Regions from separate parts of the Sus scrofa genome. Here region 1 is linked to region 2. The links are chromatin contacts, called in public promoter capture Hi-C maps. All regions are on one chromosome and are shown on one strand. Each heading gives the region's core, a stretch centred on a gene start, on an enhancer-like site or on the middle of the called end of the contact. The rest is flanking DNA. Distances are from core to core; before and after follow the strand shown. Region 1 holds the start of GOLT1A (vesicle transport protein GOT1A). Region 2 holds the start of ETNK2 (ethanolamine kinase 2).

Region 1 (6,986 bases), core at 745-3,244, 47 kb after region 2:
AGGGGACCTTCTGGTTTTGTTTTTGTTTTTGTTTTTTGTCTTTTTGCTTTTTCTAGGGCCGCTCCTGCGGCATATGGAGATTCCCAGGCTAGGGGTCTAATTGGAGCTGTAGCCGCTGGCCTACGCCAGAGCTACAGCAACACAGGATCAGAGCCGAGTCTGCGACCTACACCACAGCTCACGGCAACGCCGGATCCTTAACTCACTGAGCAAGGCCAGGGATCGAACTCACAACCTCATGGATCCTAGTCGGATGCGTTAACTACTGAGCCATAGGAACTCCTGGGACCTTGGGGTTTAAAATGCCCTCTCTATGCTGGCAACTCCCAAATGTCTCTCTCCATTAGAGACTCACATACCCGACTACTGCTTGAACATCAATCTCAACACATCTAAAACCCAACTCCTGCTTTCCCCCTACCCAGCCCTTCCGACTGCACAGGCTGAACATACTGGAGGCATTCTGGACTTCCTTCTCTCACATCTCCCATCCAGTCCATCCATGAATCCTCTCAGCAATCTCCGTAGCGTAGGTCCAGCATTGACTACTTCCCACCAGTCTGCTGCTACCACCCTGCGCCTCTTCCATCATCGCCTCTCCCCTCAGAACCGGTCTCCTTCACCATCTCTTGCCTCCAAACCAGTCTCTCTGTTGCTGACCCCACCCCTCTACAGTCTGTCTATTCTCAATCCAGCATCCAGAGTGACTTTTTAAAAACATAAGCGGATCACATCAGTCCTCTGCACAAAACCCTCCAATGGTTCCCCATCTTATGAAGGTAAAACCAAAATTCTTAGACAGCCTGGCCTCTCCATGACCTTCCTGACTAACCTACCTACTAATCTCCCCTTTCCTCACTTTGCTCCAGCCACACCAGCCTCCTTGTTCTTCAAATACATCAGGTCTGCTAATGCCCCAGGGCCTTTGCACTGGCTGTCCCCTCTTCCTAGAACATTGCCCCCTCCAGAGAGCTGCATGGCTTTGCCTCCTCACTTCCTATGGGTCTCCGTAGAAGAATACCTTCCCAGGGAAGCGTTTCCCTACCACTCTAAACAAAATCTCTCCTAGCCCGCACTCCCAAGCCTCCTCAACTTGTTTTATTTTTTTCCAGAGGACATATCACCATCTGACGTACTACATACTAACGTCTTTATCTGCTCATTACCTGTTGCCTCATTCTGGAACATAAGCAGGGAATATGTCTGTTCCCCTCACTGTTGTATACTCTGTGCCCAACAGAGGAGACACATTTGTTCAGTGAACGAACGAACAGTATCCCTGGTTCACAGATGAGACATTGGCTTTAAGTAACTCACCCAAATGAAACTCACGGAGCTATAGTTCTCACCTGGACCTGGGGACTGCCCTGCCCTCTCTCCTGAGGGGAAAGATACTTAGGGGTAACAACAGTGATTTGGGGAGGGGATTTGGGTTTAGTTTCTGATAAGAAAGGGCCCAGGGTCACAGAAGACCCTAAGAGTTTGTGGGGGAAAGATGTCTAAATAGACAGAGAATCTACCAGGTCTGCCTTTGTGGTATCCCAGGTTTAAGAACCCTGAATGGGTTCCAGCTTGAGTGCTTGAATAGAAACCAGCCTCTGGCTACCTGGGGGTCCTGATCAAGCCCCATCCCCACCTTGTGGAAGGCAGGGAGCCACACCCCGCCCTGGCCCTGCTGCCTGCCTGGAGGATGCCAACACAGCAGCTCCCAGCCACCGGCTCCAGAGGTCGCCTTCCCGGTTCCCCAGAGAAAGGTCCCTGTTGGGAGGGGCTGCTCTCCACCCACTGCAGCCTGGATTCCCAGTTCCAGGCCAGCCGCCTCTACAGCACCGGCCCCTCACACTCACTCTGCCATTCGGTGATGGAGATCATGCTGCAGGCTGCCTGGGGGACCTCCCGGGTGGAAGCTGGCAAGGGGCGAGGAGCAGAGAGGACCGAACTTGTACATGCTCAAGGGAAGCTGACCCTTGGCAAGTTGTGAAATGGGCCTCTGGTAAATCATTAACTCTAGACACACACACACACACACACACACATACACACACACACACACACACACACAGCTGCTTGAAGTCACACCCTCCTTTGCTCCTGGTTCTTCCCAGAGAGCAAAGCTCCCTCCCATGCGCTCCGCCCACCAGGAGAAGGCCCCGCCCACCCGACCCTTTTATCTCCTTCCCCCCACGCCCTGAGGCCGAGTTCAGCTGTTTCCATCTCTTTCGCAAAACTTGGGCTGTTTGTGGAAGAACTGGGGTCTAGGGGCACCTGAATTCCTTACATGGTTTGGTAGAAAGTGGGGGAAGAGTTGGGATCTGTTTCTCTTTGGAAAACTACTAAATTCATCTTGTAAGCAGTTTGCTCGCTTTCTGTTGGTACCCAGGCTAGACGCTAGAGGGCGAAAGAACTGACTAAAACCTGTTTCTGATAGCCTTAAGGGAGGGCCAGGCTCAGTTCCATCTAGGGCAAAAAACGTCCCAAGGGAGTTCGACGTCCTTTCCCCCAGCGGTGTCCAGCTTTGGACTGTGACGTTGAGCTAAAGGAATATGAAAGATGAATTTACGCTTACGGTAGGGCTGGACAATGATTCAGGAAGCTTGGTTCTGGCCCACCTACCTGCTGTGTAGACGTGGCTGCATCCTTTCCTCCCTCCGTGGGCCTGAAAAAAGAGAGGCTGGACAGTTCCCAACGTCAAACCCGCTAGAGCCAGCACCCTCTCTGTAACATCCCCCCTATCCTGCAGTGCAATTCATAGATAATATGACCCATCTACATACACCATTTCAAAATAACTTAAATCTAATTATAATAAAGAAGAAAAAATTATAATAAAACACAACGTCTCTCAATATATAAGTGTTCAGGAAAGACTTACCAGAAGGCATAAATAAAGTAGGCAGATTGCTTGCACCTACTTGTAATAAGTTTGAATTTAAGAGAAATAGAAGAACTTCCCATGGTGGCTCAGTGGTAACCAACCTGACTGGTACCCATGAGGACGAGGATTCAATCCCTGGCTTTGATCAGTGGGTTAAGGATCCTGCGTTGCCATGAGCCATGGTGTATGTTGCAGACACAGGTTGGATCCCAAGTTGCTGTGGCTGTGGCTGTAGCTGTGGCCGGCAGCTGCAGCTCCAATTTGACCACTAGCCCAGGAACTTCCGTATGTGAGGGTGTGGCCCTGAAAAAAAAAAAAAAAAAAAAGAGAAAGAGAAATAGAAGACTAGGGTCATGATATACCACACCCCCCAAAAAAACCCCACCCAAATAACCCCTCTCTCCACACAAGAAAATGAAAGAGGAGGGAATGAACACTAGAATAAAACCTGGTGTTAGATAAGTAATAACAGACCAGATGTACTTGCACAAAAAAAGAGAAAGAGGGAAATAACCTTCAGTGAAGTAGAGATAACAAAACAAGTTAGAGATGGCAAAGTGGAGACAGTGAGGGAACATGATGTGAAGCCTAAATAAATAAATAAATAGGGTTTGATGTATATGTGTATATATATATATATATTTTGTCTGTTTGACTTTTCTAGGCCTGCACCTGTGGCATATGGAGGTTCCCAAGCTAGGGGTCCAATCCGAGCTGTAGCCGCCAGTCTACGCCACAGTCACAGTAATGCCAGGTCCTTAACCCACTGAGCAAGGCCATGGATCGAACCCACAACCTCATGGTTCCTAGTCAGATTCGTTAAACACTGTGCCGCGACGGGAACTCATGATGTATGTGTTATTAAAGTAGCTTCCCGGAGTTTCCATCGTGGTGCAGCGGAAACAATCCAACTAGGAACCATGAGGTTGCAGGTTTGATCCCTGGCCTTGAACAGTGGGTTAAGGATCCAGTGTTGCCATGAGCTGTGGTGAAGGTTGCAGATGCAACTCGAATCTGGCATTGCTGTGGCTCTGGCGTAGGCAGATTAGACCCCTATGCTGGGAACCTGCATATGCTGTGGGTGCAAACCTAAAAAAGACAATAATAATAATAATAATGTAGCTTCCCATGTTATGGTCTGGAATGGGGTAGTGGTAACACATCAAAGACACACAGATTTGTATTTTGAAATGCCATTGTGTGATAAAATTCATTCTATAGCATTTCTTTCTTTCTCTTTCATTTGGCTTGATGTGGGAATCTCAGTTCCCAGCCAGGGATTGAACCTGGGCTGTAGAAGTAAAAGCATCAAATCCTTTCTACTAGACCACCAGGGAACTCCCTGTGGGATTTCAAAAGGCCTTGAAGATCATATATTTCCAATAGGCAATGGAGGAATAGAGGATGGACTGGAAAGAGAAGTAGTGATATAAAGTTTTTAGAACAATTGAATGTGGATCCCTGGGGTGGTGTTACAGAAAAAAAGAAAAACAGCAGGGAATTCCCCAGTATATTTCCATATATAACTGTTACAACACAGGTGTTCATCCTTGGGATGTAAAAACTTAAAAAATATAAAGTAGGCAATAATATGAAATAATTTCTAAAAATATTTATTAAGAAGACACAAGGAGATCCCTGGAATTTCCCTTGCATTTATCTTTGCTTTAATGATGTGTTTGCAGTCAATCCCTTTGCTTATTCAGCAAAGGCCCTACTGCACTGGAACCAAGTATACAGTAGTGGAAATGTTAGACTACATTGTGTAAACAATGCATGGGGTAAATGATTCAACAATTTTGAGTCAAGGTCTTTTTTTCTTTCTCTCTTTTTAGATATGCCTCTGCGACATTTGAAAGTTCCCAGGCTTGGGGTCAAATTGGAGCTTCGGCTGCTGGCCTATGCCACAACCATCGCAATGCCAAATCCAAGCTGCACCTACAATGAATGCTGCAACTTGTGGCAACCCAGATCCTTAACCCACTGATCGAGGCCAGGGATCAAACTCGCATCCTCCAGGGCACTGTTTTGGGTTCTTAACCCACTGAGCCACAACAGGAACTCCAATACTCAGAGTCTTTATTCCACTTACTGCCGTCTCCATAATGACCATCTCCTAACTTCCTGAGTTATTCATAAAACTTATTTTTTAAAAAAAACTTAGAAACTTCCAAAACCTTTGTTGGACTGTTTTATGAATTGCAATATGACTGACTTATAATGGTAGTGAGTTTAGCTGTACGTTTTAAAGGCATGTTGGACAGAAGGCAATCAGTGATTTTGGAAATCTGCCCTGTGCATTGCAGCCTCTAAATGCCAGTGAGAGTTTTGCCCCCTTAGCATTACCACAGCTTAAGCTCCCCTGAAAATTTCCAAAACTACCTCAAGGGGGCGGTATCATCCCCATTGAAACCACTGGTAGGTTAAAAGCTTAGGCTATAAAATCAGTGCACTGGGCTTCATCTAGCTCTATGACGTTTTATTTACCTTCCTGTGCCTCCGTTTCTTGGATAATAATAGTACCTATCACATAGAGGTATAATGAGAATTCGTAAATCCAGGTGAAGTGCTTAGAACCAGTTACCTGGCCCCTAGTAAATACTTAATGAGCCACGGTTATTACTCTTCAGTATAATGTAATTACTATTGTTAATATTACTATTATTAGACTATTGTAAAATGCCATTATATGAAAGACTCCTCTTAATTGTGGTTTTTAAACTGCTCCTGCGGATGTATTAAATAGCAGCTAGGACTACCTCCCCTGCCAGCCATGGAGCCCACCGGGAGCTCAGAACCGAACTCTCCTGAAACTGGGCCCTCTTGCCCGGATTCTCAGATGACAGCCCTGGGTACCAGAGCTGGGCCCTGAGGGGTTTGTCTGTAGCCTAAAGTCCTGGAGATGGAGCCCCTTCATGGTGGCATGGTAGGGGTAGAGGTGGGGGTGTCTTCTTACCAGTGGTTTCAATGGGGATGATACCGCCCCCTTGAGGTAGTTTTGGACAATTTCAGGGGAGCTTATGTTGTGTCAAAGCTAAAAGCGCAAAACACTTACTGGCATTTAGTGGCTGCCATGCACAGGGCAGGTCCCCAAAGAGCAATGCCAGGAAGGAGGACATAGGCCCTGGAAAGCCTGTCCTGGTCACCATGGGGAAGGCCCTGGGGCTGGAGGAGTAAAAGTGGGCAGGGGGACACCTTAGAGGGCTAGACGGCAGGAGGCCCTGCTGATGTTCTCCAGTGAAGGCTATGGAGCCAAGGGGACCCTGGGAAATCTTCCCCTCCTCCCTCTTCATGTCCCTAAAGACAGTTGAGGGGCCTGCACAGCATCACCACCATCTCCTTGTAAATGAATTTTTCATTTTTTTAAATCCATTTTCTCTTTTATTCTTTTTCTGCTTTTTAGGGCAGCACCCACAGCATATGGAGGTTCCCAGGCTAGGGGTCTAATTGGAGCTGTAGCCGCTGGCCTATGCCAGAGCCACAGCAACGCAGGATCCAAGCCTTGTCTGCAACCTACACCACAGCTCACGGCAACGCCGGATCCTTAACCCACTGAGCTAGGCCAGGGATCGAACCTGCAACCTCATGTTTCCTAGTCGGATTCATTTCCACTATGCCACAAAGGGAACTCCAATCCATTTTCCCATTTGACTTTTTTTTTTTTTTAAATTTTATTTTTATTTTTTTTACAGAATAAAATACATATATTTAAACACAATTACATTCACACAGATTATTATATCATGGATCATAAGAGATTAAGTGACTCCCTCTGGAGAAGTGGAATGGAAAATACACTGAGACAAATAGGAAATTTATTCTATACTTTATCCCATTTTGTATGGCTTTCATCTTTACTATTTAGTATTATCTATTACATTTCAATCTTTCTTTAAAAATTAGCATTATATTAAAATTGTGTATATTATGCAACTAAAATTTATAAAGAAGAAAGCCTTATATTATATATATATAATATTATATATATTATATATTTATAAGGCTAATATAAAATATTTTATATAGCATAATAAAAAGAATAACTTAACTGGTTAGAATAACAAAAATAATACACCCTCTGAAAATAAGTAAAATATAAATTGGTTAAAAA
Region 2 (6,959 bases), core at 1,656-4,155:
CTGGGCTGGTACAGCCACGCTCACCCTGGATAAGGCCCATTCTCCAGGCCTCCCTGAGCCCTGGGCAGTAGGGGAGGGGCAAGAAACCCTGAGCGCTCTGGGGATTTGGCTCAGATTTCACTTCAAGGCTCCAAGAGATGTTTCCAGGTCAGACGTGGGGTGGGCCCGACAAATGAGGCATGGGCCAGGAAGCAGATCCCTCCTTTGGTCCCATGGTCACCAAAATTCTCACTTGCCTCCTCAAGGGCATATCCTTTTAGCAGACCCTACTGCAGATCTACTGAAGCTATAGCTCCTCTCCACAGAGCCAGGCAGATAAACACACACACACTTTTCATGCAGGTTCAAGGAATTCACAGATCTTAAGACTCTCATTCATGGACTCCACCAAGGAAGTGGCCAAGGATTTTGACACCCAAGGCCCGTGGCATCATAGAGATGAATGGTACCTGGGCAGCCTCCTCACCTGAAGAGCCGGGGCTCACGGATATGCTCAGGCCCCAGGGCCATGCCCTGCATGTACTCGTAGCACAGCCCGTTCTGGAAGGTGCAGTAGAGTTTGGGGGCGCAGCCATGTGCCCGCAGCAGCTGGAAGTTCCTGACCTCATTCTCTCGGTCCACCAGCAGCTCCGTCCGCTCCCCGTACACCCGGACCAGCACACAGTCCCGCATGTCCTCGTCCACGTAGCAGGCCACCAGCTTGTTGGTGATGCCATCAGTGAAGCGCTGGCATGGGGGAGAGGGCAGCGCAGGGATATGTGGGCCAGGGACTTTGCTCTTGCCCTGCAGCACCCCAACTCCAGCATGGGGTGCTCATCTGAACCCTCAGCACGGTCACACAGAACCCCCATCCTTAGCCCCTTCACTTAAGAGCTCAGCACTGCTCCTAATGCTCCACCCTGTCCCAACATTTGAGGTAGACCAGAAAGCTCAAGACAAAAAATGGCAGCCTGGGCAAAGCCAGGCCCACTTCTCCTGGGCCTTCCTTTACTGGATAGGATTTGGCAGTGGAGGGGTTTTCACACCACTTGGTGGGCAGAAACCCCCTCCCCATCTTCACTCTCCTATCGGGCCCTGAAAGAATGTGGCAGAGGAGGGCCGGGAGTAGCCCAGGATGGATACAGCCTGACCCAACTAGCCTCTCACTGCCCTACAGGCAGAGGGCTCCTTGCTGTGTCTCTTGCCCCACCCAGCAGCAGGGGCACAGGAGGGGACTGAGGTGGGCACCCACCCCAGGGCTTTGATGGTCAGAGTTCCTTAGGGCCAGAAGAGATAGTAGATCCTGGGCTGGGAGAGCTGGCTCTCTGGGTAGGGTGAGAAGGAGAAATGAGCCAAGGAATTTACAGAGCACAGTGTGACAGAGCTGTAAGGTGCCTTAGAGGACATCTGAACCAATAAAAGGTGGGGAAACTGAGGCCCAGAGAGAGGAGGGACTGGAAGACAGCATGTTAGGCCAGTGCTGGAATTAACGTCAGTCCTACTTAATGCCCTGACAGTTTTATACCAAAGCGGTCTTTTATTTAGAAACGTTACCCACCCTCCCCTCCTCTAAGAAGGGTCTGTCAGCCTCCACACTTGGTTCTGACCCTTGCCTTTCCCCACCCAGAAAGGCCCACCAGCATGGAGCTCCTCCCACTCCAGCAGAAGCTGCAGGTGCCCATTCCCGGCTGCTTCCTCCACAGGCAGCTCCTAGAGAGGATGGGGCAGATGAAGGCTCTTTAGAAAGGAGGCAGTTCATCTAGGGAGTCAGCCTGAGGCTCCTCAAGGGGAGGCTCTGTTCACGTCTATGTCCCTGAGAATGTGCCCAGCAGAACAGGGAGGTGCCTTGTAACGGGGGAGTGGTGTTGCTGAGCCAGAACCACCCCCCCACCCCCTCTACCACCGCCAAGCGCCAGGGCTGGGGGCTAGCCCGGAATTTCACAGGGTGGCTCCTGGGACCAGGAGAAGCAGCTCAGAGCCTGGAGGCTTGGTTCCCACCATAGGGTGGAGAAGGTGCAGCGATGTGTGTCGGAGTGTTGGGGGGATGCCCTTAAAAGTTCCTGCCTCCGCAGGTTTCAGAGCCAGCTGGGAACACGCTTCTGGGCAGCGAGGGGCACCAGCACGCAGCGACAGGGGGTGGGTCCCGCACGCGCAATGTGCTGACAGTGGGCAGGTGGACCTCCGGAGTGCCTGAGAGCCCCAAGAGGAGAGAGCTGTGTGGAGGGCCGAGGAAGGTAGGAGCCTAGCTTTGCTTAGGGACCAAAATAGATAAAGAAAGAAACACACACACAAACCACCATTTCACCCCTCTCCTGAGCAGCAGTCGCGCACCCCTGGGACGGACACCCGGAAGGATGCAGGGACAGAGGTCCATGCATCCCCACACCAGCCCCGGCGGGGCCCCATCCCGGGCCTCGCGCCCACTCGGCTACCTTGGTCCGAACTTGCTCGGGCTTCCAATGCGGTCGCAGCTCCCGGATGAGGCGCAGGGCGCCGGGGAGGATGTCGTTGTGGTCCACGGATATGCCAAAGCACGGGACGGCGGCGGCCCTCGGGGGCCCGGCGGCTCCCGGCAGCCCGCGCCGGCCGCCGCCTTCTCCTCCATGCCCCATGAGCACTGTGGGCAAGGCGCCTGCCTCCTCAGGTAAAAGGGCGAGCACGGCAGGGGAGCCGAAGGGGGCACAGCCATTCCCTGCAGCCCCACCCCCTCGGAGCCGCCGCGCGGACGCTAGCCCCCGCGGGGGGGCCCAGCGCGGGAGTGGGAGTGGTAGAGGAGGGGCCAGGGGAACTCCATGACTCGGGAGCCAGCGGCCCGCTTCAATCGCCGCCCTGCAGCCGGGCGCCCCAAGCCGACCCGGGAACGCCAGGGCCAGCCGCGATTGTGACATCACGGGCGGCGGGTCGCAGGAACGCCCCCTCCCCGCCCCGGGCGGAGGGCCGCGGGGGTGAGCCTCCCGCCACAGAGGGCAGCCGCGGCCGCCGCTACCTGGAGCGTTGGGCGGGGTGACGCCCCCGGGGAGGCCGTGACGTAGGGGGCGTGGTCGGGGGGCGTGGTCGGCGCGGCCCGCCCCCCCACCTGGGTCTCTGGGCTGCCCAGCAGTCCTGGCCTCACCCGCGGGCTTCTGAGCGGGGGAGGTGGCCGCCCCCCTTCCAGCTCTTCTGGGTCAGCTCCCCCTGGGTAGCCTGGGGCAGGGCCTGGGGAAGGCTCTTCTTGCACGCCTACTCCTTCCTGGAGTGTGGCCACTGGCTGCTCCCAAGAGGTCAGTTTGGGCTGGACTACCTGTGCCCCAGCTTCCTGCCCCCAATCGCCAGAATCCTGGAAGAGGTTCTGTGGGAGCGGCCCCTGCTGCATCTGGAAAGTCTTTTCCGACGGAGAGGGGACGTTGGGGAAGCATTTTGGGGTGGGTGTGCCAATGGTGACCTCACCAGCCACCAGCTCGCATAGGAGAGCTCTCACTGCACCTGTTTCCTATTTCCTCATGTTATCTCTCTGACCTATTCAGAACCCCTTAACCACAAGGCCCCAGTTCTGCCTAGCGGAACTTCTGTGATGATGGCAATGTGCTATAACTATGCTGTCCACAAGCCGCATATGACTATCCAGCACTTGAAATGTGGCTAATGTGACATTTGATTTAATTTTACACTTAATGTAAATAGTCATATATGGTTGTCGTATTGAACAGGGTAGGAGATGATGGGGGGGTTCTGCCCACTTAAGGTCATGGAACCCTAGGATGTTGAGCTGGAAAGGATGCTGACTCCAACCATTTCTTTCTGCAGTGAGGAAATTAAGCCAAGCAGGCAAACAAAACTCAGAGAATCATGCTCTCGGCTCTGCACAGAATGCTGTGGATGAGAGAACGATGCCCTAGAGGTGCTCTGGGGCCCCGTATAATCCCTAGAGTCTGTGATCCTAGATGTGTGAGGTTTGATGGGACCTGGGTTAGCAGTCAAAAGAGGGGTGAGCAGCTATGTGATGAGGACCTGCATCAGTGGCTTCAGGTGGATGCTGTCTTTCATTCCTGAAGCTACACATCCCCTGCAGACAGTCCAAGGGGTGCGGGTGGGAGAAGACCACCTGTTGAGTCCCATGTCTGTGAGATGGAGGGTGGCAGTGCATACGTGTGTGTGCTTGTGCACCTCTGAACCCGTATGTGTAAGGTGGGAAACCCCCAGGACTGGAGTCAAATGGGCAGTGTGCTAGTCTCTCTCTTTTTTTAGGGCCACACCCATGGCCTATGGGAATTCCCAGCCAAGGGGTTTTCCTGGAGCTGCAGCTGCCAGCCTATGCCACAACCACAGCAACGCCAGATCCGAACTGCGTCTGCAACCTACGCCACAGCTCATGGCAACGCTGGATCCTCAACCCACTGAGCGAGGCCAGGGATCGAACCTGCGTCTTCATGGATATTAGTTGAATTCATTACTGCTGAGCCACAACAGGAACTCTGCAGTGTGCTCGTCTTGATTTTGCACACTTTACTGAACAATCTTGGCCAAATGCTTTCATTCTCCAAGCTTCAGTTTCTCCTCATGTAAAAAGGGAGTGTCAGTAGGATCTCTGGTGGTCTACATTTTCAGGTGTTGGCACCTTAGACTGCCTGTGGAAATGACTATGTGGGGCAGGGGGTTGCAGTGCCTGAGTGCAGAGCCTGAGCTTGAAGCTGGTTCCATGAGCTGGGAGCATATTCCTGACCCACGGTCCTCTGCCACAGCGCTAGCCCTGGTCCTTGAGGGGCTGGCTGTCTGCAAACTTCCCATCCAAGGTTGTGTAAACAACTCCATTTGGGCCCCAGTGATGTTGGACAGATGGCATCAGCCCTGCACGCAGGAACCTGCACGCGTGAGTGAATGTGTAGTTTGTCATTCTGTCACGTTTCTGTCTGCACATGATCTCACGGCTGTGCCTCCCTCTGTTACAAATTGCCGTGAAGCCAGGTGCCATGAGGCTGTGAACATGAAGTTTTTATTTGTCCTCAAAGCAGGAAGAGCCGATGCTGGGGGCAGGACACACATCCAGGAGGTGCTCCAAGCCCTGTGCCCCTGAGTAAGGACACAAGCATAGGCAGGGTGGGGATGGGTCACAGAGAGTGATGTAGCTCTGGGCTAGGGCCGAGCGCAGGGCCTGCAAGGCAGCAGTGGGCCTCAGCGGGCCAGGGCAAAGCCAATGCGATTGTTACGTCGATCAAACTCCGTGTAGAACTTTCGGATGAAGCTGGCACCAAGGACCCAGACGGGTCCAGTGGGCGGTGGAACGTCCAGACCGTGGAGGGCCAGTGTGCACAGATCATCGTTATTGTAGGGGTCCTGGCGGGAAGCAAGAGAGTTTCCCCACCATTTAAATAAATAAATAAAGTGGGGAAGTTCCCATTGTGGCGCAGTGATTAACGAATCCGACTAGGAACCATGAGTTTGCGGGTTCGGTCCCTGGCCTTGCTCAGTGGGTTAATGATCCAGCGTTGCAGTGAGCTGTGGTGTAGGTTGCAGACTCGGCTCGGATCCTGCGTTGCTGTGGCTCCGGTTCGACCCCTAGCCTGGGAACCTCTATATGCCGCGGGAGCGGCCCAAGAAATAGCAAAAAGACAAAAAAAAAATAATAATAATAATTAAAAAAAAATAAAGTGAATAAAGGTATAGGAGCATAGTATTACTGGGGGAATTTGATGAGAAAATGAAGCTCAGGAAACGAGCATCATTTAGGAGTGATTCCTAAATGTGACTGCACATTAGAATCACCTGAGTTTTGAAAACACTGGTGCTCAGGAACCACTCCCAGAGGTAACAATAGGTACGGGGTGGGGCTTTTTACTGGGATATTTATTTATTTATTTATTGTCTCTTTTGCCTTTTCTAGGGTCGCTCTTGCAGCATATGGAGGTTCCCATGCTAGGGGTCTCGTCGGAGCTGTAGCCGCCGGCCTACGCCACAGCCACAGCAACACGGGATCCGAGCCGAGTCTGCGACATACACCACAGCTCACGGCAACACTGAATCCTTAACCCGCTGAGCAAGGGCAGGGATTGAACTGCAACCTCATGGTTCCTAGTCGGATTCATTAACCACTGAGCCACAATAGGAACTCCTTTACTGGGATTTTTAAAAGCTCCCAGGTGATTAATGTGTAGCCAAGAACCGCTGGTCTAGTCTATATTGTGTACATAATGACATGTCTCTTTTTGAGGGCCCCTGCCCACCCTTCCTCCCTGTTGCCCAGGGGCAGACGGGAGCCTCACCTGTAAGACGTAGTCCGCACTGGTGAGCGTGTAGGCTCTGCCTCCGAGATGGAAGGAGATGTCGGGGAGTGTGGGCACTTGGTTACAGTTCACAACATACTGGTGGTGGGAAGGGTGAATGGAGCCCCCTTGAGTGTGGGAGGTCCCCTAGTGGACACAGCCCTGTGCTTGTGGCCTGATCCCTCTGCTGGAGAGGGCTGGGCACAGTCCTCTCCCTCCACCCAAGGGACCAAACCACACAGGTGGAGCATGTCAGGGGCAGAGAGGAAGGCCTGAAATAGTCTCATTTGGGACCTCATGCTTCCTGTCTCCACCCCCCACCCCGATCCAGGGCGTCCATCCTCCCTCACTCCTTACTTCATCTGTGCTCAGCTCCTTGGCCCCCAGGGTCTCCATGAGCAGCCTCAGGGAGCTAGTGGGACCTGAGATGTAGGATGCCCCGGTATCCACTACCACCATGCAGCCCTCCTCACAGAGCAAGGTGGCCGACCTCACAGACACCCTGGAGGAGGCCACAGTCAGATAGACAGATGGACAGAGGGCTGATGGGGCACCCCCAGGCTGCATAGCATTCCTGAGTGAGCACAAGTGATTGGGGGGCCATGCTGGTGATGCAGTGAAAGATGGGAAATGCATGCACTGGAGAAGGAAAAGTGCCGCCCCCTCCCTCAGCACATGGCTTAGCTCAGGAGGTCCCCCCTCCCCTCTGACCCACATATGTCAGTGTTCCCATCCCTGCACAAA

The links. Promoter capture Hi-C pulls out the DNA fragments that hold promoters and counts their contacts.
Region 1: a promoter capture Hi-C map of liver shows a contact between it and region 2, with 4 times the contacts expected there. The contact joins the promoter of GOLT1A here to the promoter of ETNK2 in region 2. A contact is called at or near these places in 2 of 5 promoter capture datasets (both in liver), 22 of 47 Hi-C or Micro-C datasets (alveolar macrophages, brain, embryonic fibroblasts and 12 more) and 1 of 2 datasets of contacts at active chromatin or transcription factors (skeletal muscle).

The regions. Positions count from the first base shown.
Region 1 is chr9:64,851,659-64,858,644 of Sscrofa11.1, forward strand. It overlaps GOLT1A (vesicle transport protein GOT1A), which reads right to left and starts at 1,995. Exons shown (of 4, transcript XM_021063213.1): 1 at 1,848-1,995. The coding sequence starts at 1,872.
Region 2 is chr9:64,804,211-64,811,169 of Sscrofa11.1, forward strand. It overlaps ETNK2 (ethanolamine kinase 2), which reads right to left and starts at 2,906. Exons shown (of 7, transcript XR_002335783.1): 1 at 2,412-2,906; 2 at 467-726. It overlaps REN (renin), which reads right to left. Exons shown (of 10, transcript XM_021063211.1): 8 at 6,573-6,717; 9 at 6,216-6,314; 10 at 4,933-5,289. The coding sequence ends at 5,128.